Linked DNA regions of Mus musculus: regions 1, 2, 3, 4, 6 and 7 are each linked to region 5. The links are chromatin contacts, called in public Hi-C, HiChIP or PLAC-seq and promoter capture Hi-C maps. All regions are on one chromosome and are shown on one strand. The core of a region is the stretch at or near the end of the contact, and the rest is flanking DNA. Distances in the headings are between cores, read along the strand shown.

Region 1 (3,745 bases), core at 1,060-3,559, 1.8 Mb after region 5:
GCTCCTGACACCATGACACAAAATAAGCCCTTCCCCTTTTCATTTTCTATCTCAAATGTCTTGTTATGGCAATGAAAAGCTGACTAACACAAGCAGTGAAAATACTTATTGCTGAAGAGAATAAAACAACAACAACAAAACGTGGGTATTGGTACCACTCATAAACATACGGTTGATGTGTTAATATTTTCATGTGCACATATATCCTTTCCGGATTGAATTTCTATATATATATTTTTGCATTCCTAAAGTGCCATCTGGGTTATTTTGGGTTTCAGTTGTGGGACTTGACTTCATTTGTGTTTCCTATTGGTTGCTTGAATGTGTTTTGAGTAACGAGCCCATACGTGCACCATCATTCCTAAGGTGACAGAAGAGTTAGTAGATATTAAGGTTGGAAACATTTCAATTTATAGCATCAGGCTCAGACAGAGCATATTTAGACTATCTAAGTAAGAAAAATGAGACATTTTAAAATTTATGCTTTACTCAGTGTTGTCAAATTATCCTTTGTTGAAGTCTTTTCCACTGTAGCATCTGGCAGACACCTCTCTCTCTCTCTCTCTCTCTCTCTCTCTCAGGCATCTTTGATCTTGGAAGGGGCAGCCATGAGTGTTATAGCCCGTGTCCTGGGAAGCCCCCAGGATTACTGACATGAGTCTGGGATACAGAGATGATGCCTCTGTCAGGTACATGATCACAGAAGGAGATGCGTTCCATGTATTTAATATGAACTGTCACTTTAAGAAAGGTCTGTTTTTCATCCCTAACTCCAGATGCTAGCAGTTACTGATAACTGTAGCAACATCAGTGTCACCACCAGCCCCTCTCAAGGCAGGCCTAGGGGCCTGATGTGGGAGTCCCTAAAGATATGGTATTGCCTTCCTTTTCATTGTTTTGGCGAAGGACTTAAGAAAGTAAACTTGTAAGTCTGAAAGATGAATTTGGTCTCTCATGGCTTCAAAGGCTACACTTGGTCCCATTGCCTTTGGGCCCGTGGTGAGGCAATTTATCATGGAGCACGTGATGTAAGAAAACTGTACCCATCAATACATCCAGAGAGCAAAGAGAGAGTAAGAGGAGGGGGCTGGACGCTAATATCTTTAAAGGCATACCTCCAGTCACCTAAGTGGGACCCCCCTCACCCCAAAGTTTCCATCACTTCAAAGTCATGCTGTGGACAGCAGAGCAAACCTTCCATGCATAGGCCTTTGGATGGCATTTAAAATGCAAGACACAATTACTGACTTGCATTCAGCACATAAATGATGCACTACTTTGACTTCTTTGAGGCTGAGTGTATCACCCAGGATTGTCATGTGAACCTGGATGCTAGACCATGGAACAGCCTGCCATTGATGGATCACATGATAAAAATATGTTTGGTTTAGTAAGAAATGATCAAATTGTATTCTAAGGTTCTTTTATCCTTTTGTATTCCCACTAGAAGTGAGGGAGAGCTAGCATTCTTCTCCATATGTACTTCATCGCTTGTGTTGGGATGTGAGCCCTGGGAACGGGTGCCAGGCAATGCCCCATTATTTCTGTCTGTGGCTCTCTACTGACATGAAAGCCAACCATCTTTCCATAGGTTTACTGGCTATCTGTTTACCTTTGCTGAAAAGTGTCTGTTGAGAACTCTCGACCTCTCCCCCTTCCTCCTCCTCACTCCCCGACTGGACTGTTTCCCCTCTGTCCAGTTTTAAGTTTTCTTCCCATATTTCGGATTCCCCTGTGCATTTCGCAAATATCTCCTTTCAGTTTGTGGCTTTGTCTTTGCATTCTCTTAACGTTATTTATGTTTAACTCTTTAACCTTAACGTCATGGTTCAGTTATTTTTAAATACCCAAGGCATCCAAGTTTAACGACTGTGAAGAGAAGTCGAAGGGATCCCGATGTTCCCGGTTGACCACTGACCCCTTTGGTGAGCGACTGCCGTGGTAGAGCGGATCAAGCCATCAAGCTCAGGACCAGCTCAACCTCAAACCTCACCTTCTTAATGGGATCATCACTGCTACGTTCCAAGAGGCAGCCAGTGGCCTGTCCAAGTTGGCTGGGTCTAGCTGAGCTGACATTTTTGCTGACTAGAGTCATGCTATCTTTGCCAGTTCGCTGGAATAGACGCAGACACGGATTGGGTCACCACGAAGACATTCCTGTCTTGTGAAGCAAGTCTGTTTGTATTTTAGGTTTGCCAGGACTAATGAATTAAAACATTTGGACGCTCTACAGCTTGCTGTTTATCAATGCTTCTGACAGGAGGAGGGTTTTTCTTTTGCTCTTGCTTTTTCTAGAAACATGACAACATCCTGGCTGTCGGAGTGGCAAGGAAAGGAGAGAGGGGCTATGCGAGGAAGCGGAACAGGGAGGTCCCGTGGGATGGGACAGTGGGGTCCGGGGCAGAGCAGGTAGTGTGCAGCCTGGGCAGCTGTCTCTGCTCCTCAGAGTGTCGGTGGCTGCTATGCAGCAGGTGCAGACTGCTCTCTCGCTGAGTCTTGACTGCACAAACTCAACGACTGGCCAAGGCAGTGGCTGGCCCTGGATTACACAAGCGCAGACTCTCAACTAAGTGAGGTAAGGCAGCAGGTGTGAAACCCAGCTAACCGCTCTGAGCACGGGCAACTTAACTGAGGCTCCGTTACAGTGGCCGGAGAAGGACCCAGCAGCTGCTTTCCCCGGGGAGGTGCGATGGAAAGGCAAGTTGTGGATGCTGTGTGGCACTCAAAATCTACCGGATCTGGACATCACCCTTTTCAAGACAGACAGGCAGATATTTTCTGTTGTCTTGCCCTTAGCTGTGTTGATCGATTTCATTCCTCTAGCTGGAAGCCAGAGCAGAGGTTTAGTAAACCCAAGAGGCAGATTCCCGTCTCCTGTGCTTCATTTGTTGATGCGGGAAAGTGGAAAGGGATGTGTGCACCTGAAGAGGCGCGAGCTTCCCATCCCTAGAAGTCACACTCAGGCAGACTGCGCACTATAGGTCTCCCAGAAGTAAGACTTTCCCTCTCGGCTACAACTCTCGGAGCTTCTGCTTGTTTTGTTCAACTTGAGACCATCTGTGCTCTTTCCTCAGAAACAGGTGGTTCCGAGAATACTGATACCAAGCAGAAGAAACTACACACAAATGTGCCAGAGGGTTGGTTTTGTTTTTTTTGTTTTTTTTTTTTTTGAAAAGCAAGAAGTCCCGTGTTAAGTCATAGCCATTTCAGGATTCTGTCCTTTTGTAACATAAAGTTATGTTGTCATGGTGTGTAGAATGTCCAGGGCCCAGAGCTATTGTGAGGAGTAACTTGGGCGCAACAGAATTCTAAGTGGCTCATAAACATTTGCTGTGCTTTTAAGCTTTGCTGGATGGCTAATAGAGGCCCGTTTTCTTTCAGGATGGTACCTCAGATGGTTCACAATGTATCTACATCTGAATGCACATATACAAATGTAGGCCCTGAACTTGCCCACACAAGTAATTGTAAAAACAAACCCCAGTGTTCTGGATACTATTTTTAGACACAGAAAAGCTATGGGAAAGAGAAAAAAAAAACCTGACCATGAGAAAATATTCTGCTACCGCAGTTCCCAGGACCCTGCCAAGGATGGCTAAAGACAGTATTTATATTTTGCCATTTTTGGAGACATTTTCCTTAAAATATCATGCAGGTTTTTTTTGGGTTTCTGCCTACATGAGATGAATAGGAAGGAGAGAGTTTAGAAGAGGCATGACCAAAAATAGAAATGTTAATATGGGAT
Region 2 (3,749 bases), core at 774-3,273, 1.7 Mb after region 5:
ACAACCCAGGAAAACTCCGGCAAGAAGCCGTACTGATGTTTAGCCCCAGAACACACCATCTGTTTAGATCAGCATCATAGCCCCATGGGCTTCCCTGACTAAACACCAACATGCTTAGCATGTAAGACGTGCTTAATAAACAGGAATTAACACTAAAATCAATATGCTTAGAAACACATTTGGTTTCTTCCGTAATCTCTTTGTGTGCATCTCTAATTCAACTGGTGGTTAAAGGGAAGGAAGAGCTTCCTGATGCCGTGCTGTTTTCTGCAGACTGCTGAGCCTTTCCACAATAGTACTGGCCACTAGTGAGGATGCTGGACTTCCCTAGGACCTAACAGGGTAACAGCATCGTTTCCAATTTCTCTTTTCCCAGAAAGCTGCATTCCTGACTGAAAGTGAGAGGCACATCAATGCCACCGACCATAAAACACGTGAGGCCCGCTCTCTACGCTAACAGTCACACCACACAGCCTGAACTTGGTCATTACCATTTGGTCCGTACGCTGTGCGAGTAGTCTGAGCAAGCTCCTTGCAGGCCTGTATATTTCTATACACAGCCTCTTCTAATCCCGAGAAATGCTGAAAAAGAAAATGTCTGCTTAGGCATGATAACCAAGTTAAGAGTTTTCTACCGCAGGATACCTCTGTTGAGTATGCTTCTAAGAAACAGCCAGGATCACACAGGCAGTCATCAGACAGCCTCAGTTTCCCCCACTGGGCCTGGCTCTCTTTCCTATCTGTAAACTAATGGGATAATCAATAGCTCCTACTTGGCAGATTATTACTCACCTAGCTAAATAACAACTATTCTTCCTTCTGCCTTTTCCAGGGATTGAACACAAGAAAGCAATCTACCATTAAACTACAATCCCAGCCTACTAGTACTAGCTTTTAACCTAAATTTGGGGGATGGGGGTACTTTAAAAAAACTTGTCTTCACTATAGCCTCCATCAGTACCGATTTACACAAAGTATCTCTGTGCTGAAATGCTAGCCTGTGACAGAAATCCTTTAAATGTATCATGTCCTCAGCCAGAGTGATGGAGGAAAAGATGGAAACTGGAAGCTGTTGCTACCCCTCAAAAGGTTAACAGTGTCATTTGCAGAACTTACTAACTTACATTAAGCCCTGACATCCATTCAGTATGCCAGTTATCACTACAAAGGGGACACCACCTCTCTGTACTGCTAAGAATCCGCTATTTCTACAACTTGTAAAAATATGAAAGACAAAACAAACGTTATCTGGCAGCTTGGGGAACTCAGGACAAATCGCTCCATAAGCAATGTGACCGCTTTAAAAAAAAAAAAAAAATCACTCCTGAAACTACGGCCTATTCGATCTGGGGTGGGGCTTCATTTATCCTGTAGGCTACGACATCGGACAGTCAGAGTGAAAAGACAGTTAACAGCCTTCGGCCCGGTCTCAACTCAGAAAAGGTAAAGGAAACAGAACGTCCAGAGGAGAGTTTTCAGTAGAGCAGTGGGGATCGGACGTGTCTGGAAGGAAGCAACCAAGGGCAGGCCCAGGAGTGACCATGCCGGACTCGTGTCATCTCCATCCTACAATCCCCGGCCCTCCAACCACCCGTTACCAATTCCGTCCAAGTTCATTAACGCATCGCCAGCTCGCGTTAAGGGCGGCGCCCGTGGGCTCCATGCCGCAGACAGGGGCGTGGGGAGCTGGGATGCAAACCCGAAGCCGCCGGGGGAATAACAGAAATGCCCACCAGTTCCAGCGAGCCGGCATCCAGAGCACGCTTCCCTTTCTAGAACCTTCTCCATCCCGATCGCGGCGCGGCCGCCCGCCCGCAGGCCTGTCGCGGTCGCCACAGGCGCAGACCCACCCTCCCACCGTACAGTCCCTCCACGCCACCTACTTTGGCTCCATCCTTGAGCATCTGGGCAAAGCCCGGGGCCTTGGGGACGTGAAGCGCCATGGCTCGGCCGCAGTCCACCGCTCACGCGCTCGCTCCGAGACGCCGAGGAAGCAAGGGGCGCCGCGCACTGCCTGCTGGGAATGGGCCTCGGCGCCGCCTCGCGTCCCCCTACTTCCGGTCGCCCCGCCCCTTCAACCTGCAGCGTCTCTGAAATATCGCGAGAACCAGAGGTTCCAGCAGACAGACCTGATCTGCCGATTCCCGATCAAAGCGGACGATCAGGCCGAACCCAGAGCGTGCATGCTCCCTTCGTGTCCCTTGTCCTAAGTTAATGAGTAAACTTTGGTTAGGACGTTTGGCTTGTGATATTTCGGTGGCGGACACCCAACGTCTTATCCTTCACTTAAACTTAATCCTGCAGACCCAGCACCGGGGCAGGTTAGCCTTTTCTTCTCCAAGCTCACCCGCCCTCGCCCCTATAAACTACCAATGGACATCCTCTGTGTTGGTCACTGGGAAGCACTGAAGGCTCGAAGGTGATCTTTGAAATAGCATGGAGGATTGCAACGCGTGGACTGCACGTGCGTAGCAGAGCTAAGCGGTTTGCTTAAGTGCAGTTATCTTTGTTATTGGTCAAATTTAAGAATGAATATTAATCTCCATTTTATGGAAGGGAAGTTGATAACCACAATTCAGTGGTACGCAGAGGTCACCAGGCCAATAGATATTACAGCGACGATTTCTACCCTAGATGGGCAGATTACAAAGTGGGAATAGTTAACCACTTTATCTATATCTATATATCTATATAGATATTCTCTACTCCCCCAGAATCTTTTTCACAAACATTTCTATGTAAATAGAATAACTTCATAGAGAAAGTAAAACACTCTTACAATAAAAAAATACAAAAAAATGGAAGCATCTCCTGCCCTTGCAGAAAAATATGAAACGCTTTGGTGAGTCGTTGGACATAGAGAAATTAAGATTTTCTTTACATTGGGACAGACTCATAATTGCAACCGTACTATCAACTGCAATTTTTTTTTCTATTAAACATTTTAAATATGTAACCATGGGACTGAAGGAGCTGAAGGGGTTTGGAGCCCCATGGAGGGAGCAACAGTGTCAACAGGCCAGTTCCCCTAGAGCTCCCAGGGACAGGACAACCAACCAAAGACTAAACATGGAGCAACCCATGGCACTGGCCACATATGTGGCAGAGGATGGCCTTGTTGTACATCAGTGGGAAGAGAGGCCCTCAGGCCTTAGGGTGTTCAATGCACCATTTGTAGGGAAATGCCAGGGTGGGAGGATGGGAGTGGGTGGGTGGGGGAGCACCCTCATGGAGGCAGGAGGAGTGGGGATGGGATAGGGGGTTTCCGAAGGGGAGACCTGAAAAGTGGAAAACATTTGAAATGTAAATAAAGAAAATATCCAAGAAAAAGAAAAGAAAAGAAAAAGGAAAAAAAAATGTAACCATGAAAATACTTTCTTGTCACCGAACACAAGGTAAGTGAGCCAATTATATTGGAAGACAGAGCAAACGTTCAGTGGTTCTCAAAGATTGGTTTTGACACCTCCGAGGCTCTCCAACGCCCTTTCAGGGCCCATGACTACGCAAGTGTTTTCATAGTAATACAGAGCTGTCTCCTCTTCCTGTGGGGAGCTGTGAAGGCCTGCTGGGTGTTCAGTATGTCACAGTATGAATGTGAAAAGCACAAGGAGCCACTTACACTCTTTGTCGTCCACTAAGCCACATATAAAATATTTGGGGAAAAAATTGAGAATATCAGTCCTCAAGAGAGACATTTTCAATAATGTTATGTTAGCCTTCAGTGTTCACTGCTATATTTTTATATTAAT
Region 3 (4,051 bases), core at 1,119-3,618, 1.6 Mb after region 5:
CACTATTTTCTATTGAACAAATGCTACTTTTAAGTTCAAGTCCAGGCCCAGCAAGATGGTTCCGAGGATAAATCGCTTGCTATGCAAGCTGTCAGACAATCTGGACTTCCATCCCGGAAACCCACAAAAAGGGAAAGGAGAATGGACTCCTGAAAGGCGTCCTCTCAGCGCGCCCCCTATGACGTAACATTTTAAAAACTAAACTTCAAGCCCCAACTCTGAAGCTTCCAGGCTACACAAATTTAAGCAAGTAAACTTCTCTAAACTTCAGTTAGATCACCCTTCAAATGAGGTAAGAGCAATCATTTCACTCTTTGTCATTTGCGATACCAACAGTAACTCTGAAGTACTGCAGGAAGAATTTAATCCCAGCAGGGTGTGAAAATCTTTAGGGGTAAGTATGTCTAACCACAGACTGCAACACCACATATTTCTTATTATCCAATGGAAAAAGATAACTTTACAATGCTCAACACTAAGCAAATGCCACTGAGAAAGGAAAAAATAAAACAAAAACAAAACAAAACAAAAAAGAATAATAAAGGGGGGGAAGGCACCCTGGTCTACAGAGCTGGCTAGTTCCAGAACAGAGAAACACTGTCTTAAAGGGGAAAAAAAAGTATTGTACACTTCTGGAATGATATACTGAAAATGTTATCATACAAAGCATGGTCAAAAATGGCTTAGCTGGAATCAATAGAAGGAAACAATTAGATGAGACTAAACAAAGCCAACCAATGGCCAACTCTTCCTGGTCATTATGACATAAAAAACACGCTCATTTAGGATGTATGAAATGGAAAACTGTCTAAATCAAAAGACTTCAAAGTATAAGTTGTTTTTATGTGTCTTTTAATGTATTCCCTGCCAAAGGGAACAAGTGATACTTGACTGAGTCATAAATGCTTTGAAAATGTTATTATCTAAAAACAACTTTAAGTCAGTCCTGGTGGTGCATGCCTTTAATCCCAGCACTGTAGAGACAGAGGCAGGCACATCTGTGAACGACTTCCAGGACAGGTGAGCTACAAAGAGAAACTGCCTTGATAAACCAAAATCAAAATAAAATAAAAACAGAATTAAATCTATAAAAGTTAGTAGAAATACAAATTGTAAGTCTACATGTTATATTTGTGTACTCCACCATGGTTAAAGTTTCACATGTTATATGAAGAATGACACTGTTTTTAGAATACATAAGGTAGAGAACTTGGGTGTTAAATACTGAGATCAACTCTCCTAAGGGTCAGCAAAATTTATAAATTAAGAGATGAGGGACTGGAAGGATGGCTCAGTGGTTAAGAGCACTGACTGTTCTTCCAAAGGTCCAGAGTTCAAATCTCAGCAACCACATGATGGCTCACAACCATCTGTAACAAAATTTAACTCCCTCTTCCGGGGTGTCTGAAGACAGCTACAGTGTACTCACATATAATAAATAAATAAATCTAAAAAAAAAATGGTGGAACAGGTCTATAAAAGCGAACTGTGTGTGTGTGTGTGTGTGTGTGTGTGTGTGTGTATGTGTGTGTGATCCATCAGGATAAAGGCTGCAGAGAAACACCTGCCTTTAAGATACTTTCAAAGCGCCAGGTGGTGGTGGCACACGCTTTTAATCCCAGCACTTGGGAGGCAGAGGCAGGAGAATTTCTGAGTTCCAGGCCAGCCTGGTCTACAGAATGAGTTCCAGGACAGCCAGGGCTATACAGGATGCATTAAGGTATCTAGAGCCACCTAACATATGGCCATCCGAAGCCTGCCAGGCCAGCCAAGTTCGTGGCAAGTTCAGGGTGGCCAGAGTGAAGCAGGAAAAGCGAGGTAAGCTTGAGACCAGAGACCCAACGGGTGACACCGACCTGACACCGGGCATACCACCGACGGGCTCGGGCCTTGGCAAGGAGGGACTGAGCGAGTGAAGCCCACGCTTGCTTCTTCCCTCCCACAGCTCCTACACAAGCTCGGCCACCCACGAGGGCCGCCCGGGTGCTCACTGTCACCGTTTCCCGATGACACCTCCCTCCCTGGGCGCGCTCCGTTTCCCAGATCCGGCGTGAAACGTCGTTTGGGTCCCAACTCCTCGACTTGTCCACCCGCGGGGACGCACACACCGGGAGGTCACACTCTTCCCTCACGGCCCTCTGGACACCCGGGCCGCAGGCCGCGGGGCTACCATCACCACAGGACTCACCCTGAGGTTCCCCTTAGTCCGCTGCTTGTTCTTCCCGCCCATGGTGGCGGTGGCAGCCCGGCTCTCAGTCTGCAGAGCCGAAGTTGACACGGGCGGGCCACAACTTCCGGTCCCTCGCGCCGGAAGGGGATTCACTGTAGCCACTTCCCCCTCGCCCTCCCAGCCTTTCGGCTTCCTACTTCCGCTCCCGCCTCCCTGTCAGGACTCTGACCATCCGCTGCCTGAAACGTAACAAAGAAGGCCACGCCTGCCTGAGTGGCGTCACTGCTGACCAATAAGAAACCAGCGTTGAGCCCGTGGCGCCAAACCTGTCCGAGATATTTGTAGTGGAGAGATTTCCTTCCTAGTGTGTAGGAATTTGCTCTTCCAGAGGTCCTGAGTTCGATTCCCAGCAACCACATGGTAGCTCACAACCATCTGCAATGGGATCTGACGCCCTTTTCTGGTGTGTCTGAAGAAAGCTACAGTGTACTCATATAAATAAAATAAATCTTTAAAAATAAAATGAAATAATAAAAGCAGAGGAGTTGGGGCGACTAACTTGGTAGAGTGCTTTCCTGGCATTCCTGAAGGCTGAGTTTGATTCCCTACATTGAGCAAACCAGGTCTGCTGGCACACCCTCCCAATACCAGCACTGAAGACACAGAGAAGAGGAGAATCACAAATTTAAGGTCAGCTTTGCACACTTAAAGTTCAAGGGCAGCCTGGGATATATGAAAATCTATCTCGAAATAGGAAATAAAAAGAAAAAAGAATCATCAGGTCACATAGGCATGAGACACTGTCTTAAAGAAACAACAAGAAACCATTTGAGCTCTACTCATGCCCCAGTCTTCAGCGATGCAAGGCCAGATAGGGGCCAAATCTAAACACATGCAATTTGAAATGAACCACAAACACCAATGAGGAAGGCTTTATACTGTTTGTACTTTAAAAGACAGGGTAGTTTCAAACTTCTGACTACTGATAACAAGCACAGATTGTTTAAAATTTCATTTTATTTCAAAGGTCTGGAGACAGGCTGGGATTAACATTGGGTCCGCATGTGGCAAGGTGTCTTGTACAATGACATCTCTGAGATAGCTTGGCCCTTTCTCTTGCCATCACTTCAGGGGCCATGGCAGAAAGAGAAGAGAGGCAAATTCATCCCCAGAAATCCTGCACTGTAACCTACAGCCCAATGCAGCTGCAAGAGAGGCCAGGAGGGTGAACAGGCAGCTTTTCCAGGTTCCTAGTGAAGGCAGAAGAGTGTGGGAAATCCCTAGCAAGTCGAACCATCAAAATTACCTTCACATATAATTTGTCTTTCAAGTTTCATGAGACAGAGCCTCGTGTAGCCCAGCTGGCCTTCAACTTCCCATCCTCCTGCCTCTACTTCCCAAGTGCTGGGATTATAAGCATGTGCCTTCAGATCCAGCTCACGTCAAGAAATTTCCACCAAGCTGTAGAGATGGCTCAGAGGTTAAAAGGGTGCACTGCTCTTGCAGAGGACCCAAGTTTGGCTCCCAGCACCCACACCGGGTACCTCACAACCTCCTGTAACTCCAGCTCCAGGGGATCTGATACCCCAAATATATTTACATGTTTATGTTCATGCATGCACCCTTGGAGGACAGAGTACATCAAATGCCCTGAAGTAAAGACATATAGGTAGTTATGAGCTCCCTGCCAGGGGTGCTGGGAACTGAACTTAGGTCCTTGGCACTAGCAGCATATGCTCTTAACTTCTGAGTCATTTCTCCACCCTTCTCACTTAGTAATTTAAAGCTTACAAGTCGAAACCCAGTTTTTCTCTCAGGCATGGCAAGTTTTAACTGATACATTTCAGCCATATTAATTTTCTTCTTGTGACCCCAACCCTA
Region 4 (3,676 bases), core at 64-2,563, 1.7 Mb after region 5:
GGGGAGCACCCTCATATAGGCAGAGTGGAGTGGGGAGGGCACATGTGGGATGAGAAGTTGGTGGAGGGGTAACTGGGAACTGGGATATCATTTGAGATATAAACCAATAGAGTGATTAATTAAAAAAAATTATACTGGCCAATTTTCCAGTTTTATGCTACTATTTCAACATAGTTTTATCTGACAACTAGTAAGTTTGAATATTTCATTTGCAATCTTTTAGAAGGCCATATATCTAGAAATGAGCTCAAGCTGGACTATGGAAGGATTTCGGGTGGTTAGATAAAAAGCCAACATTCCTCGGGATCTTTGAGGTTTGAGGAACCTTGAGGGTTTGTTTTCTCCCCAAAAGGACTCATGTCCCTTGCCTCTGACAGAAGGGACATGATTCTCCATTAATATACACTCGCGGTTGCCTATGATAGGTCTAGATAAGTCTAGAACTGGCCTCTAGGCTCCCTCAGTCCCGGTTCACAAGTACACATCTCAAAGCCTTCACCCTAGCCCGCAGGACCTTCTCTCATCTGGGTCCTGATTCCCGTTCTCTTTGCCCCTTCCTTGCCCCCGACTCTTCTGGCTACTTTTTTTTTTTTTCAATCGTGCTATGTCCATCCACTCTTCTTTCCCACTCTCTTGCTTCCCTAGCCCTGGCCTTCCTCTCTCTGCACTGGACTCTTCCCGATGCCTTTGAGTAGTTTTTCTCTTATTCACAATAAAAACCTTCCCCCTAACTGAGCGGCAGTTTCAAGTGGTTTCTTTATGGCATCCCCTCGCACACACCATCAACTGTTCTTTTACCGTGTTGCTTACTTCTGCCTATTTTGCTACTAACACGCACAGGTAGTTTTCTGTGATTACTGTCTCCGCTGAGGTCCGCTTAACGGGTGCTACAAAAGACTCGGCACAGAGTGTGTAGTTACTGTTTCTCGTCAACCAACCGCAACTCAAATCTTCAGGACTTTACACTGTAACATTCCCCTTTAATTCCTGTCAGTTTGGACAAGGTCAGCAAGGTGAAGGCTGGGGTTGGAAGAAAGAACACTCACATTTATAAGCGAGTGGGACAGGATTAGGGGAAAGGAGAGACGTGTGTAATTACGTCGCTCTCTTGGCCATCCTGCAGAAATAACGTATTTAAGAGAGGTAGCCATGAAGGACTTTCCAAGCCAAGGGCCAGGACCCGTCATCCACTCCCTAGGAGGATTTAAATTACTCCACAGTTAACACTGCAGTGAACACGTGGCGGGCCTCCCACGCACCCACCCCAAGGGAGGCCGAGCCATTTCCCACAATGCCGCGTTCCGGAAGTTGCCTCTCCGGGAGGGTGGCTGGTTCCACCGCGTCGCTCTCTCTGCGTCACCTGGAGGAAGCGGAGCTGGCGGCCGGCTCCGGGCCCGTCGCGGGAGGCAGTTATGGGCGCCGTCGCCCCGGGTGAGTACCGGCCACCCCCGCCGCCGCCACACTCCCGCCCTGCCTCGGCCTCATCCTCATCTACTGCGGGTGCTGTCGGCTCCAGGGCCGGCCCGGTGGGCGCCGAGCAGTCGGTAGGGCCGGCGGGCGACGGGAAGGGTGGCTGGGCGGGCGGCTGGCGTGCGAGCTCCGGGGAGCGCCCGGTGACACCGTGTGCGTTGTAAGCGCGGCTGGCGCTGCCACCTCCGGGTGACAGCCTACGTCGAAACTGGAGAGCCACGTTGTAGAGAGACCTGCTGACAGGGGCTTTCCGACATTGCCTTGGTGGTGATGATGGCTTAGCGAAGGCAGAGGAGGACCGGGAGGGCAGAAAAGGAAAGCAGCCGGCTGGATAGGAGGCTGACAGCAGGAGTTGTGATTTCAGCCAAGGGAGGGAGCCGCGAGCGAGTAGTTGGACCAAGGTGGCAATTCTCGTCTGAAAACTCCCCTGGACGCTGCGGGACCGAGCATTACTGTTTTATAGACGCCGTTCCCACGGCGCAGCAGTGACCTTCACAGCTGTCAGAAGTTTACTGTAGCTCCTTCAGTAGCATCGACTGACACTTCAGTCATGGGTTTGGTTGCCCTAATTAAAAGTTTGTCTTTCAAGTTTCCCTCTGCTGTCTCAAGGGAAGCTGCAGTCCTTAAACCAGATCTTCTAGCTCTGTCTCCACAACTGAAGGCTTATGATTTAATTAATGTCCGCATGTCCGCCTTTTTCTTTTACACCTGAAGTTGTGCCTTCTCAGGTAATATTCTCTCTCATCTCATCTCATCTCATCTCTCTGTCCCTCTGTCCGTCCGTCCGTCCGTCCGTCCATCTGACCACCTCGCTGTAGCTGGCCTGGAGCTTTGTAACTGCCTACTTTTGCGGTGCTGGGATTAAAGGTGTGCGCCATTAGCGGAGGAAGTTTTTCTTGAGGACCTACTATGTACTCACAGTATGCTATAGGCAAGATAGAAATTCTGCCCAGAACCAGTTCTTTCTCCTAAGGCTTCGGATTTCAGAGGAGGGTGGGGGTAGGGTGGGAGGGGGAGGGGGAGAGGGAGGAAAGGAGAGAGAAATTGTTCAGATTATAGATTTGAAAAGCAGTTTACTGTGGTAGAGAAACAGATACAGGATAGTACATATCTTTTTCCTCTCTGTCCCTCTCTGTGTGTTTGCTTTGTTCTTCGAGACAAGGTCTTCTTGTACAGCTTTGGCTGTCTTGGAACTCGCTCCATAGACCAGGCTGGCCTTCAACGCGGCTAATGCAGGTTTTCTTAAATCTTCATTAAAACCTGGTGGTGATGTTGGCACACGCCTTTAATCCCAGCATTGTGGGAGGCAGAGGTAGTTGGATCTCTGGAGGGTTAGGTCAGCCGGGACTAGAGTGGTTTTGTTTTTAAATTTCTTTCTTTAGTGAGTATCTTCATTTAAAAGATGATCGTGAAAATCAAACATGATGGTTTTGGAACTGTCTCGTTAATTGTTTTTGTTGATGAGTTATGAGTCAGGATTGCTAGTACGTTGGGGCCAGGTTGAAGGGGACAAGTTCTAGAGTATAAACTTGGATGTTTTGGCTGTTTAATAGGTTCATTAGAGTGATATACAAATGACGCTATCTGAAGATGAATCTTGCACTAATGTGGCACAGTTTAGAGGAGGTTAGCTTGGAGAGAAGAAGTTGGATACTCTTTTTTTTTTTTCCCCCTAAAAGAGGACCATTTTATCCAGCCCTCTGTACTCTGTGCTCCTCTTTGTTCATTGCAAGGTCTTGGCTACCCCAGGCTGGCCGCAAGCTCAGTGTATAGTAGTTGAGGATGGCCTTGAGTTCTGGATTCCCTCCGCTGAAGCTTCTGAGCGTAGGGCTGTGGGGTCCGCTCTACCTGGCTCTGTGTGTGCTGAGGAGTGAGCCAGGGCTTTGTGCACAGCAGGCAAGCACTCTACATACTGAGCTATCTGAAGATGAATCTTGCACTAATGTGGCACAGTTTAGAGGAGGTTAGCTTGGAGAGAAGAAGATGGATACTCTTCCCCCCCCCCCAAAAGAGGACCATTTTATACAGCCCTCACCATTTTTTTTTTGTTTTTGTTTTTGTTTTGTTTTGTTTTGTTTTTTTTCTATATCCCTGGCTGTCCTGGAACTCACTCTGTAGACCAGGCTGGCTTCGAACTCAGAAATCCACCTGCTTCTGCCTCCCCAGTGCTGGGATTAAAGGAGTGCGCCACCACGCCCGGCTACCA
Region 5 (3,829 bases), core at 433-2,932:
GAGGGGCCCAACGGAGCCACCAGCCATCGGGGTCAGCTTTTCAAATGGGGGAAGGGGACAGACGGAAGGCCACAGAAATGAGATCACCACTGCCGTTGCCCAGGCTCCTGAACGCACATCCAGGTCACCATGGCTCCTCTACTCCGCCCTCCTTTGAGCGCTACGTGCTCACACGGACTGACGTTACAAAACTCAGCGCGAAACTACAACCTAGTTAAAGTGAACTCATACATTCACTAAAGGCATTAAAGGGATGGAGAGAGATTCTTCAGTGTAAGGAGTCGGGTTATTGGCTTCGCGGAGGAAACGCTTAGCCCTTATCTACAGGACCTCCGATTCTTTCTCTCTTTCTCAAATTATTAACTATTCGGGCAAATAAGTGTTCTAGCAGAGTATGGTCACACTTTTTTTGGGGGGGGGAGCGGGAAGGTCACGACCCAGAACTTCAATTCACTGCAAGTCTGAGTCATTCGCATTTAGAGGCGATCTGGAGTGTGACCCCAAGTCACGCCTCGTAAAGACTGAGAGATGGGGGTCACTCTTATACCTGATGGCTTTCCCGCGTCCTGAGGCGTGGGGTCCCGCACAGGCCACTGGTTCCGGGTGTTCTGGCTCTCGGGTCGCGAGTCGCTGGTTGGCAGGGTCTCGTCGTCCATGACGCCGCACTTGGCGCCGCCACTGCCCCGCCGCCTTCGCCTCAGGATGTGGAACTGCGGCCGTGCGGATGACTCCTCCTCGGGCACGGCAGGGGCCAGGCGCTCGGTGGCCACTCCAGGCGCTGGCTGAATGAAGAACTCCTCTCCTTGTAGGTAGAAGGCACCACGCACACCTTCACAGAGGCTGAGGGCTGCGGCAGAGCCGGGATCACCGTTCACCGTGCCAGAGTAGAAGCAGTGAGCCAGGTCCCCGGTGGGGTCCAGATGTTGTGCCTCGGACCCGGGACTGCGCCCCACAGTCTGCAGGGTGAAGCCAGGCGCCAAGAAACCGCTGTCCGGCTGCAACTTCAGATGTAGCTGCTGGCCAAAGGCGTCCAGACGAAGGCGTGTGGTGGTGGAATCGTGGCCCGGGGCGCGCTCCAGCGAGGGCAGGACCAGCTCCTCATCTTCCTCCGTGGGGCGCCCGTGTGCGCCCCGCGCACATAGCAGCATTGTTATGGAAGCGAGGAGCAGCAACAGCATGTGTGCGGACAGAGAGCCCCGAGATCTCGCTGCCCGCTGGACGTCCCCCATGTCGGAGCAGGGCTTCTGCTTGCGTGACCCCAAAGGGACTTTTGGCTGCATGGCACCGCACCCTGCACCGCAGAGAACTCTTGGTCTGGATAGACGTTTAGACGCGTAGAGCTTCGCTGGCCTGCTCCTGATGCTTAAAATTCACGATCACTTTGATGGGAAAGTTCGTGCAGAGCTAGCACCCGAAGCTCCGGGTCACTTAGAAAGATTCTGCACTGGCGCGCGGGAATTTTTTCATTCCAGCACCGAGTTGGTGGCTCCGCACTGCTGGCTGCTGCAGGACCTAGAAGCGCCCCCGGAGCTGGGGAACAAGTCCAGAATAGGAGCCTGGACTCTTCGTCCTCCGCCTTGGCCCCGATTTGACTCGATCTGAGCAAGGATCTGCTCTCTCCGCCGGGCTGTGCGCTCTGGCCTTGCGATAGCACCTAGCTCGGAGCTGCTTTCTAGCGAGTGCAAGGACCAGGCAGCCCCGGCCGCCCCTTTATAGCCACATAGGAGCCCCTCCTTCCCCCAACACTGCGACACCGCCCCCTGAGCTCAGTCGGTGCTAAACCGAGCTCTGCGCCTCGGGGCCTGAAGGGGGAGGGGGCAGCCTCCGCCCTGGCCTCACGCCACAGCTCGTCACTCTGGGGGTGTAAGACGCCGAAACAGCGCTGGGACCAGCACTTTGTACAGCGCTGGCTGCTCTGGGGAAAAGAGTGAACCTTTAACTTCATCTCTCGGCTGCTGATTCCCGGACCACCCTGCTTCCTGTCGCCCTTCCTGTGCCCCGGCTGGGCTGCAGTTTCCAAGAAAGAGGGTCGAATTGAAAAGATTCCTCAACATTCCTTTTCTCCCCTAGTCAGAGCCTCTTCTGCCCCAAAGTGGGCTATTAGCTACAGCTGCCTTTTCTTAAAAAGCACCCTACTTTTCCGTCTCGTCTACGTTTCCATGGGCACCATGGCTAAAGCGTCCTTCTCTTTACCCCAGCTTTTCTTGGGCAAAGTGTTGATTCTGCGCTTCTCAGGAAGAGAAAAGAAAGAGAGAGGAAGAGAGAGAGAGAGAGAGAGAGAGAGAGAGTGTGTGTGTGTGTGTGTGTGTGGTGGTGGTGGTGGTGGTTCATAGAGCACCTCTCCAACTCTGGATTCTAAAAATCCACGTGGAACGACCTTAACAGTTTCCTCAAGTCCTACCTAGAGACCTCTGGGGTGGGGGGTGGGGGTGGGGCGATGTGTGTGTGTGTGTGTGTGTGTGTGTGTGTGTGTGTATCTTGGCTTTTTCCAGAATAGTCTATCTGGAACCAGCTTTAGTTCCCTAGAGACAAAAAAAAAAAAAAAAAAAAAAAAAAAAGGGATTTCTGCTTTCTCTTCTTCATTGGAGAAGCAACTCCCTTCTAGTCTGCGTTCTTCCAAAATCTTAACAGCAGCTGCTGCAGGCCGCAGGCCAGGCGGACAGATGCATCTAAGATTCCCCACTTCAGTATCAAGTCCAAAGCGGCGGCGGGGGGGAACGGTGTGGGGGGAAGGAGGGTTGGGTGATGGGGTGGAAGGAAACCGAGTTCCCCTCCCCCCCCCTCCCCGCTTCCTACCGGGAAGGGAAAGGCAGCATCCGCGTTACGAAAGTCACAAAAGCTGAGCCCTTCCAACCCCGGCCCCTAAGAAAAAGTCGAGAGAGGCTCCTGAACTGAGAAAGAGGGAGGGGTTCTGTGACCCAGAGGAAGGAAATAGTTCACAATGCTCTCACTGGCGGAAAGGCATTAGGACAAGCTTGAGAACCACAGCCCAAGTCCTCAGGCAGACCCGCGCGCTCACACCAGCTAGCTCTTGCTCCCTGCCCTGCCCAGTTCTGGGCTCCCGACTTGCTGCCCCACCCCCAACTGCTGCTCCGGTTGGCTCTTGGTTAATCCTTTGCTCCTCCCCAGATCTTCCTAAATTTGTGGGCCTCAGACAGTCCCTTGCAATCTTCCAAAGGTTTCTGGCAGACACTTTCCCAGGGTTCTAGATAGTCTTCATGAAAACAAACAAAAACTTTGTTTCCCACACCAGGGAATATCGAATTAAAAGAAGAAGAAGGAGGAGGACGAGGAGGAGGAGGAGGAGGAGGAGGAGGAGGAGGAGGAGGAGGAGTGACTGGGAGAAACAAGACTACCCCAACCTCCAACCTCCAAGCTCTTAACAACTTCCTGGTGATTGCACTCATCCGAGGAGTCCGCTCTCAAATTTTGGTTTCTTAAAATCACACTGATAGCTGAACTAAACACATCAAGCAACCTTGCTCTTCCACCAGGGAACTTTGATGTTGTTCGTCTTCCTTCCTTTCTGTTTCTTCATCTTTCTTCAGCTCTTCTTCAGCTCTCACTGACATCCACAGTTAGGAGCGGAGCCCATTCATTTGTGGGGTGTCCGGCCTCTTTCTTTTTTGTTTAAGAACCTGATTCACAAGTGGGCTTTCCCGAAGCCCACATTCCTGGTCGGTCGACCCACTTTATTTGAGAAGCATTTCCATTTTCTGTTATGCTGCCTGACTTTTTTTTTTTTTTTTAATCTTTCCTGTTTGTGTGGCTTCCTTTCCCCTCTGTTCTCTCTCACTTGCTAACCAGCAAGGTTAGATACTTGTGAGAA
Region 6 (3,707 bases), core at 1,149-3,648, 1.9 Mb after region 5:
TAGGCAAAGGAGAGGTGAGTGCTTGCCGTGCCTGGACCATGCCGGCTCCTCTGTCCCCTGCTCTCAGTAAAGATGGGTCCGGACTCTCCCTCACAGGCTTGTCTAGAGGCTGACACCCCACCAGATGATGCTAGATTCTGTCAGGTTGATAATAGACAGCAGCCTGCCAGAGAGATAGGTTGGAAGTCCCTGGAGCATTGGGATCCTGGCAGCCCAGCGATCGATCGCAGGGAGGAGATGAAAGGGTGTTGAATGTTGCTGAGGAAACTGAGGAAACTGACAATCTGGCTTACAGAGGGGACTCACATGGAATTGCAGAGAGGGAAGTGGAGACAGTGTGAACTGCCCTTCCCGGGAAAGAAAAGTTGAGAATTCTAAGTATAAGTGTGTATTAGCCAGGGTTCTCTGTGGCACACCAAGAGAACTGCTGTATATTAAAAGAGTTAATTAGATTGGCTTAACCGATAGTGCCCGACTCTCTGCACTCTAAATGGGTGTGGGTGTGGGGCTGAGAACCAGAGCTGCACAGTCCACGAGAGGCCTGGGGGGGGGGGGAGGGTCCTCAAGAGCCACCGGCTTTCACTCCATGTTGGAAGGCTGAAGACTGGGTTCGGATATCTTCCATGGATGGCTGCAGTGTAGACCGTGATAGTGGTCAGAGCAGCTGGGAAATGACCTCTCCAGCAAGACTCAAAAACAAGCAGGCAAAGATGGAGAGCTTTTCTTACTGGGCTTCCTCAGTTTGGGCTGCTGCTAGACCAGCAGTTCTCATTCTGTGGGTCCTGACCCCCACAGAGTCACCCATCAGATATTTCCATTGCGATTCATAACAGCAAAAATAGTTATGAAGTAGTTACAAAACAGTTTTATGGTCTGGGGTCGCCACAACATGAGGGTATTTAAGGTTCTCAGCACCAGTAAGGTGAAGTCCGGCAGCAGGCTGTGCTGCCCACAGAAGGAAGAGCCCTCAGGCTGTGCTGCCCCCGGGAGGATGAGTCCTCACAGGTGTGCTCATGCTTGCCAGGCTGACCTTGCTAACCATCACACAGGGGATGGCAGGCATGGTCGAGAATTTAGAGGGACCTTTGCTATGCTTGGTTTGGTGATAGGAATTCTGTGTAGTCACTCCACCACCCCCACTCCTCTACTGTATTTTCCCACCTTCTCTTAATTCCTGATTTGGTCAAAATCTAAGATTTTAGTTTAAAATGGATTTTTCTCTTTTGGATGCCTTTCCTATTTGAGAAATCTTTAGAGGTTTTACTCAAAGCCAGATTACCAGCAATTTATACTTAACTGAATCTGACTGGCTTTTGTCACAATTTCTGTGAATGCCTTTCAGTTTGCTGTTAGTGTAATCAATATGATGTTGTTTGGAGTGTGAAAAGGTAGAGGGAACAGCCTGGTTCACTGCATCCTAACTGCGGAGACGTGGTATTTAGTCAGATCTGGCGTTGAACGTTTTGGAGACCACCTCTGTGTCTGTAGGATGTTTGTGTATCAGTCTGAGACTGGTTGACTTCCTGTCTGCCTCTTCCCTCCCCTTATACTTGTGTTGATTTTGTTTCTCCTGTTAAGAGCCTGCCTCACTCAATTCTAAATAGTTTTTATTGTATGCTTGGCCGCCTTAAGATAGGACAGGATCTTTTGAACCCTGCATTGTAGTAACTAAAGCTGTGCCACATGGGAGGTGAGCTGTGGAAGTCCCTGGTAAGGGACTGTGGCAGGTCCTCTACTGTCACATGACCAGTCACTGCACCAAGGGAAGAAATGGAGAGGAAGGAAGGAAGGAAGTAAAACCCTGTGCTTTTAGAAGGTGTGATGTGCATGTTAAACAAGAATTTACAAGGAAGCTGCCACAATCAATGAGTTAGTTAAGGTTGAAGGGTTCTGGTTCATATCTCAGAAATACGTTGCAATTATGTAGTAAACTTGGACAGTTAAGCTCAAGAGCTCAAATATATTCACAGTGCTACAGAAACCACAAAATGTATAGGAATAAATTCCATAGAAGATGCACAAACCACCTCTTCTCTAGACATCATCATAACATTAAGAGACATTGAAGAAGTCCTTAAACATGGAGAGGCAAGCCATATTTGTGAGCCGGAGAACTCTATCTGTTAGCTATTTTCTCTAAATTAACGGATAGTTTTATTGCAACTATAATCACAGTTCTAGCTCTTCCAACTCAAAGATAATAAAGAAAAGTCTAGGAAGAATTAAATGTATTTCACACAAGGAGATAAGGAATTGGCCAACAGGCACATGCACGATAGTCAATATTAATGACCATGAGGTAGGCACACAAAACCCCAGAACTACTGTGCACACCATGATAGCCAAGACTAGAGGGCAGCACGTGTCGGGTCGGAGCTGCCGCGGGGCCACTGGCACTGCCATGCTGGTAGCAGAATGAAGGGATTTCGTCATCTGTGAGGCCATCGCATGAGTGCTAAAGGGAGTGCACCTCCCAGATCACTCAGCCCTTGCGTGTATCCAGGCAGTGTCTAATAAAGCTTTATTAGCATCCCAAGCTGAGGCCAAGTCCCTTATCTATCTCTATCACCAATTAAATGGATGAACAAATTGTTGCATTCTTGCATAATGAAATATTTGCCAACAACAACCAGAAAGAAATGTCAGATGTTCTTAGTATTAGTGTGTGGTAAAGTCATTGAGATGAGTGAAAGAAATTGGAAATCGAGTACGGGACACAACCCGTTTGCATATCGGAAGGAAGACTCATGTTGATGTACAGTGATAGTGACAGGTAGCAGGGCATTGGGGAGGCAACGCTGAGTCCTGAGGAGTAGCAGAACCCACACACCTTGATGAGGGTTTCATGGGTATTTACTTTCTTCCAGGCTTCTCTGACAGTTCCAGCTCCTTGCTTTTAAGCCTAACTTTGTTTTAAAATTTCAAATATGACATTTAGTCCTGTAAATGTATAGTCAGTCAAAGAATGGTGTCCAAGAATGGTGGCGTTCATGTTAGATTCCAGCAATGGGAGGTGGAGGCAGGCGGTTCAAGGCCAGCCTAGTCTACAGAGTGAGTTCCTGGACAGCCAGAGCTATATATAACCCCGTCTCAAAAAAATCCAAAAACTAAATCAAAACAAAAGCCAGGAAAACAAACTGAACCAACACGCATTACTTACCTATGTGATTGTTCAGAGTGGGAAGAGGGAGAAGCCCGGCCGACTCAAGCTGCATGTCATGCGGCCCGTTTCTCGGTGTCTTTGTATGCTTTTAGAAAATTCCTGGACCATTTAAGCATGAGGAGGTGGTGGGGAGGGGAGAGGAGATGCTACAGAGGGCAGGGGTAGAAACTAGGGGCAAGAGGGGTGGCGGGCAGGGAGCGCAGTGAGGCAGGACCAATTAGAACACTGTTTGAAAATGCTGCGTGAAGCTCATTGCTTTGTATGCCGACTTAAAAATGTCATTTTAGAAAGTTCTTCTAGCTGTAGAACATTTTAACCCAGCTCTCCGGGGACTTCCTGACCTACCAGCTTTCAAACACACCCCTTTGGACTATGCTGATGGCCTCTGCTTTGCTCTGTTCATTTGGGCTTTAAAAAATATTTCTTTTTTTCTCTTTTCCTTTTTATTTTAATTTTTTATTAGGTATTTTCCTCATTTACATTTCTAATGCTATCCCAAAAGTCCCCCATACCCACCCCCCCACTCCCCTACCCACCCACTCCC
Region 7 (3,709 bases), core at 427-2,926, 1.5 Mb after region 5:
TGCCCTCCTTCTTTGCACATTTAATAGGACAAAGGTTAGAACAAGGCTAGCATTCACTGAATGCCAAGAATGCAAAGACCAGATCTGGTGCTCGCTTGTCATTTGTAGCTCATGTTTCTCAGAGAACCCCAACAGCTTAGATATACAAAACAAAAACCTGGGCTGTTCCATATATAGAACCCCTGGCCTTATCTGAGAAACCTCTTAGCTAGACTGAGACTCGGCTCTCTGTTTTCACAAAATATTGTTCTCATTGCAATACTATACAAAATACTTTCTCATTGTCTCTGCCTTACAGATGGACTAAAATTTAACAATTTGTCAGAGAACTCCCAAAGTTGCAGGGCAAAGCTAGACGTTCAGTGTCAAGGACGGTGTCTCCAAACCCAAAGTTATTACTGAGCCATATCACAAATTCAGTAAGATACCTATTCATATTTCAGTATTTCTCTACCAACAGTACTAACTTCAACTAGGCATGTGACATGTGCTCCTATCATATGTCATACCTGTAATTCTAACACTGGTGTTGTAGAGACAAGAAAGAATGCTTAAAGCTCAAGACCAGTATGGACTACATAACTACTTCCAAGCTAACCTGGACTGTGCAAAGCAGTCATGCCTTTGAAGAAGAAGAGGAGGAGGAGGAAAAGGAGGAGAGGAGGAGGGATTCAATCCCCAATTCATAGCATGTTAGCTCTCTGTGGTTTTGTTTTCTTCCTATCCTGTTCCCCCAAAAAACAATATCACATAGCTTCTTTAATTATATTGCTAGTTTGTGTCTGGTTTCACTTTTATTGCTGTGGTAAAATATCCTGACGAAACAACTTTAAGTGGGAATGAGTATATTTGGCTTACAGCTCCAGGCTACATTTAGGGAAGTCAAGGCAGGAGTTTGAAGTTCATCACACACATCCTGTCAAGAACAGAAAGAAGCAAATGCATGCATGCATGCTTATGTTCAGCAGCTTTTCTCAGACTGATACTGTTCAGAGCTCAGCACACAAAATGGCAAGGACCACAGTTGGGGTAGATCTTCTCACCTCAATTAATCCAGCAAAGGAAAATCCCTCACAGACAAGCAAGCCCTCAGGCCACCCTGGTTTAGGAACTCCTTTGAGACTCTTCCCTGGTGACTTTAGATTGAGTCATGTTGACAATTAAAATGATCACAGTTGGTATATATTATAATTCGGCTCAGTAGCTCAAGCAGAATGATAAACTAATGAATGTCATATTCTACTTCTCAGATGCTTTTGGCTGCGTCTCCCTAAAGCACACAGTGTTGCTTCAAGCCAAAATATTTGGGAATCATGATTAGCCATAACTAATGGAGGCAACTTGTCAGGAACTTGAAGGCTGCTGCCAGCTGAACTGTTTCTCAAACAAAACACTGAGTCTGCGCGCATGAATCTTTCAGCTGGGTAGTATCGTCACAGATACTTCTGGTTGGCTTTACAGTCTCTGGTTTCAAAGGTCTGCTTTCTTATCTCTAAAGTGTGTGTATTTATAGGTGCTGCAAGCTTCTAAACTATGCCACTGTGAGAAATGATGTGGCACTTAAGCGAAACTTTGCCAGAAAGTTGACACTGAGGCTGTCCAAGGACTCAGAAGTACATAGCGTTTCTGGCCACTCTTCAGTGGTTTTGCCTCTCCGTCCTTTCTCAGTGTACACAACAGTATGCACGGAGGCGTAGTGTCTGCTTCCCAAAACTCCAGAAGCATGAGTCAGCTACTCAACTATGATCTACAAATTTGGTAAAAAAAAGCACTGTGACACAGAATGCAAGGCTGGTTTCCAGGAATCACATCTCCAGTGCCCCCAGCATCACTGTCCCAACCAGAGTGAGTGTGAGCTTCCTTTGACATTCACGTTTCTGGCGAGATGTCAGGGATCTTGTATAGCTATGCAATCCCACAGCTTGATGAATGCAGAGTGCTAGTCAGTGTAAACATTAAATGGTATATGAAACATGACCCCAACTTAACAATATCCTTCTTCAATGAATAAAAGCACTTTATTTTCCATCTGCCTTTACTTTACATCTCACTTTACAATGTTATGAAGATATGCTCTATAGAAATAGAATTGTAAGATGTTTAGAAATATCTTTGCAGGCAAATGACACTATTCTTTTAACTCAGAAAACTCGATTGGGACACGCTGCAGGAAAGTGACACAGACTGAATTATGTACCCTCAAAAAATATGCTCAGGTTCTAATCTCCAGGAACTCACAATATAACCTTATTTTAAAGTATCAGGTCCAGGTCTTCTTACCTAAGATGCAGTTGTGCTGCAGTGGGGTGGAAAGACTCTTGAGTAATATGACCTGTGTTCATATAAAAAAAAGTGGTGGAAAGAGTGAGAAACTGGGGGCTATTACTCAATGGTTGACTGTCTGGCATGTTTGGAGCCTTGGCTTCAAATTTTATTTAATAAAGTTTCAAAATAAAAGGGGGAAATCTGATAACAGAGGTAGACATGTGTAGAAGACGGGAGGAGAAAACAGACACAAATGTTTATGTTATTTGTCAAAGGTCTTGGGAATATTTTCCAAATATGAGATTTCAATGGTGTTATAAATGCAGTTATTTTATTTAACTTTCCAACTATTTACTGCTGTTACATAAAGTAAGATAATTTTTAATCAGCCTTATGTCCCATGAGCTTTTGTGGTTGTGCAAAAGATGCTTTAGGCATCCTCTCCTAAACTACACCAATCAAGATTGAGGCAACTTTATATCTTCCTTTCTGATCTTGGTATTTTAGCAAAAAGCATTTTATGTGGCTCAAATTAAAATGTTTTTTAACTAAGAGAATGGCCATTCGTTTTAATAATTCCTTTTCCAAAATACTCAACATCAAATTAAAAGTTTTTAAGTGTTTTCATTTTATAAATTAATGTGCAAAGGATGTTCAAACATGGTTTATCTTGTTATCCTCCATCGTCTTTCTTCATCATCCCTTGGCCTCCTTTTACTCTTCCAAGCTCTGAGCAAGCTCTTCTGTCTCCATGGACTGTATGACTCTCTTCTCCCATGTCACAGTATCTTTTCCCCTTGGCCCCTTTTCAACACACACATACACACACACATACACACACACACACTACATATATATATGTACATATATTTTTTTCATGTTCTATATACATTTATGTAAACTCAGAATCCATTGTGTGGGTCAGCAACATGGTTCAACAGGAATGACATTTACCTCCAAGCCTAACTGACCTGAGTTCAATCCTCAGATCCTACATAATAGAAGGAGTGACCAACTCCTTCAAATTGTCCTCTAACCTCTATATGTCTGCTATGACGTGCACATGTGCACAGACATCATTTATTTATTTAATTAATTAATTAAACTTACATTCTACTGTGTATTTGAAGCACATTTTCAAGACAGGGTGTCACGATATAGCCCAAGTCACCCTGTACTCTGAGGGAACCCTCCTACCTCAAGAAGTTCTAGGATTACAGATCTGAGCCACCATGCCCAGCTAAGATGAAGTCATACATCGCATTCAGCACAGTATATCTATTATCCTGCTAATTTTTGTTTAAGGGTGGTAATAGAACAGAGTAAGATTTTATTTTTGAACAATTGTGCTGGAGGAGTTCACAGTCACATTTCAGAGTCAACCTGTATGATGTAACTTCAAAAGATGGGTAGAACTGCAGGAGAAACCCTTTTGGATGCAAGA

Evidence for each region. Promoter capture Hi-C pulls out the DNA fragments that hold promoters and counts their contacts. A called contact is a pair of places that touch in the nucleus more often than the background predicts. HiChIP or PLAC-seq counts read pairs in DNA pulled down with a chosen protein or histone mark.
Region 1: a promoter capture Hi-C map of embryonic stem cells shows a contact between it and region 5, with 7 times the contacts expected there. The contact joins the promoter of Map3k7cl here to the promoter of Adamts1 in region 5. A contact is called at or near these places in 3 of 39 promoter capture datasets (the C10 cell line, embryonic stem cells and hippocampal neurons) and 2 of 484 Hi-C or Micro-C datasets (muscle stem cells and uterus).
Region 2: a contact with region 5 is called in an H3K27ac HiChIP or PLAC-seq map of extraembryonic endoderm stem cells, with 10 times the contacts expected there. The contact joins the promoter of Cct8 here to the promoter of Adamts1 in region 5. A contact is called at or near these places in 5 of 39 promoter capture datasets (embryonic stem cells, hippocampal neurons, liver and 1 more), 9 of 484 Hi-C or Micro-C datasets (LSK cells, cardiomyocytes, cerebral cortex and 4 more), 14 of 115 datasets of contacts at active chromatin or transcription factors (astrocytes, embryonic forebrain, embryonic limb bud and 8 more) and 1 of 9 other capture datasets (embryonic stem cells).
Region 3: a promoter capture Hi-C map of liver shows a contact between it and region 5, with 9 times the contacts expected there. The contact joins the promoter of Ltn1 here to the promoter of Adamts1 in region 5. A contact is called at or near these places in 15 of 39 promoter capture datasets (the 3T3-L1 cell line, cranial neural crest, embryonic stem cells and 8 more), 5 of 484 Hi-C or Micro-C datasets (embryonic stem cells, muscle stem cells and uterus), 17 of 115 datasets of contacts at active chromatin or transcription factors (the NIH/3T3 cell line, cardiomyocytes, craniofacial prominence and 11 more) and 2 of 9 other capture datasets (adipose tissue and embryonic stem cells).
Region 4: a contact with region 5 is called in an H3K27ac HiChIP or PLAC-seq map of extraembryonic endoderm stem cells, with 18 times the contacts expected there. The contact joins the promoter of Usp16 here to the promoter of Adamts1 in region 5. A contact is called at or near these places in 5 of 39 promoter capture datasets (cranial neural crest, embryonic stem cells, epiblast stem cells and 2 more), 1 of 484 Hi-C or Micro-C datasets (embryonic stem cells), 10 of 115 datasets of contacts at active chromatin or transcription factors (the NIH/3T3 cell line, cardiomyocytes, craniofacial prominence and 5 more) and 1 of 9 other capture datasets (adipose tissue).
Region 6: a contact with region 5 is called in a promoter capture Hi-C map of liver, with 4 times the contacts expected there. The contact joins the enhancer-like site here to the promoter of Adamts1 in region 5. A contact is called at or near these places in 2 of 39 promoter capture datasets (both in liver), 2 of 484 Hi-C or Micro-C datasets (muscle stem cells and nephron progenitors), 3 of 115 datasets of contacts at active chromatin or transcription factors (astrocytes, embryonic stem cells and extraembryonic endoderm stem cells) and 1 of 9 other capture datasets (embryonic stem cells).
Region 7: a Hi-C map of cardiomyocytes shows a contact between it and region 5, with 37 times the contacts expected there. The contact joins the enhancer-like site here to the promoter of Adamts1 in region 5. A contact is called at or near these places in 6 of 39 promoter capture datasets (3T3-L1-derived adipocytes, the C10 cell line, the HPC-7 cell line and 3 more), 2 of 484 Hi-C or Micro-C datasets (both in cardiomyocytes), 11 of 115 datasets of contacts at active chromatin or transcription factors (the NIH/3T3 cell line, astrocytes, bone marrow-derived macrophages and 7 more) and 2 of 9 other capture datasets (embryonic stem cells and liver).

What each region holds. Positions count from the first base shown.
Region 1 is chr16:87,551,021-87,554,765 of GRCm38.p6, forward strand. It overlaps Map3k7cl (Map3k7 C-terminal like), which reads left to right and starts at 2,310. Exons shown (of 5, transcript NM_144854.2): 1 at 2,310-2,575.
Region 2 is chr16:87,493,846-87,497,594 of GRCm38.p6, forward strand. It overlaps Cct8 (chaperonin containing Tcp1, subunit 8 (theta)), which reads right to left and starts at 2,024. Exons shown (of 15, transcript NM_009840.3): 1 at 1,884-2,024; 2 at 492-582. The coding sequence starts at 1,943. B130034C11Rik (RIKEN cDNA B130034C11 gene) reads left to right here and starts at 2,228. Exons shown (of 3, transcript NR_040375.1): 1 at 2,228-2,464.
Region 3 is chr16:87,430,238-87,434,288 of GRCm38.p6, forward strand. It overlaps Ltn1 (listerin E3 ubiquitin protein ligase 1), which reads right to left and starts at 2,369. Exons shown (of 30, transcript NM_001081068.1): 1 at 2,189-2,369. The coding sequence starts at 2,230. It overlaps Rwdd2b (RWD domain containing 2B), which reads right to left. Exons shown (of 5, transcript NM_016924.2): 5 at 3,094-4,051.
Region 4 is chr16:87,453,672-87,457,347 of GRCm38.p6, forward strand. It overlaps Usp16 (ubiquitin specific peptidase 16), which reads left to right and starts at 1,314. Exons shown (of 18, transcript NM_024258.2): 1 at 1,314-1,431.
Region 5 is chr16:85,801,431-85,805,259 of GRCm38.p6, forward strand. It overlaps Adamts1 (a disintegrin-like and metallopeptidase (reprolysin type) with thrombospondin type 1 motif, 1), which reads right to left and starts at 1,683. Exons shown (of 9, transcript NM_009621.5): 1 at 548-1,683. The coding sequence starts at 1,280.
Region 6 is chr16:87,707,778-87,711,484 of GRCm38.p6, forward strand. The region is part of intron 1 of Bach1 (BTB and CNC homology 1, basic leucine zipper transcription factor 1); the gene reads left to right. Among named protein-coding and RNA genes, the nearest start is that of Bach1, 11 kb to the left of the region's middle. Within about 2 kb of position 2,399, at least 38 of the 459 cell types and tissues checked have an H3K27ac peak or open chromatin away from gene starts, as enhancers often do. A contact at or near this core is called in liver, where this site is marked.
Region 7 is chr16:87,305,830-87,309,538 of GRCm38.p6, forward strand. No RefSeq gene overlaps it. Among named protein-coding and RNA genes, the nearest start is that of N6amt1, 47 kb to the right of the region's middle. Within about 2 kb of position 1,677, at least 71 of the 459 cell types and tissues checked have an H3K27ac peak or open chromatin away from gene starts, as enhancers often do. A contact at or near this core is called in 3T3-L1-derived adipocytes, the NIH/3T3 cell line, cardiomyocytes and 1 more, where this site is marked.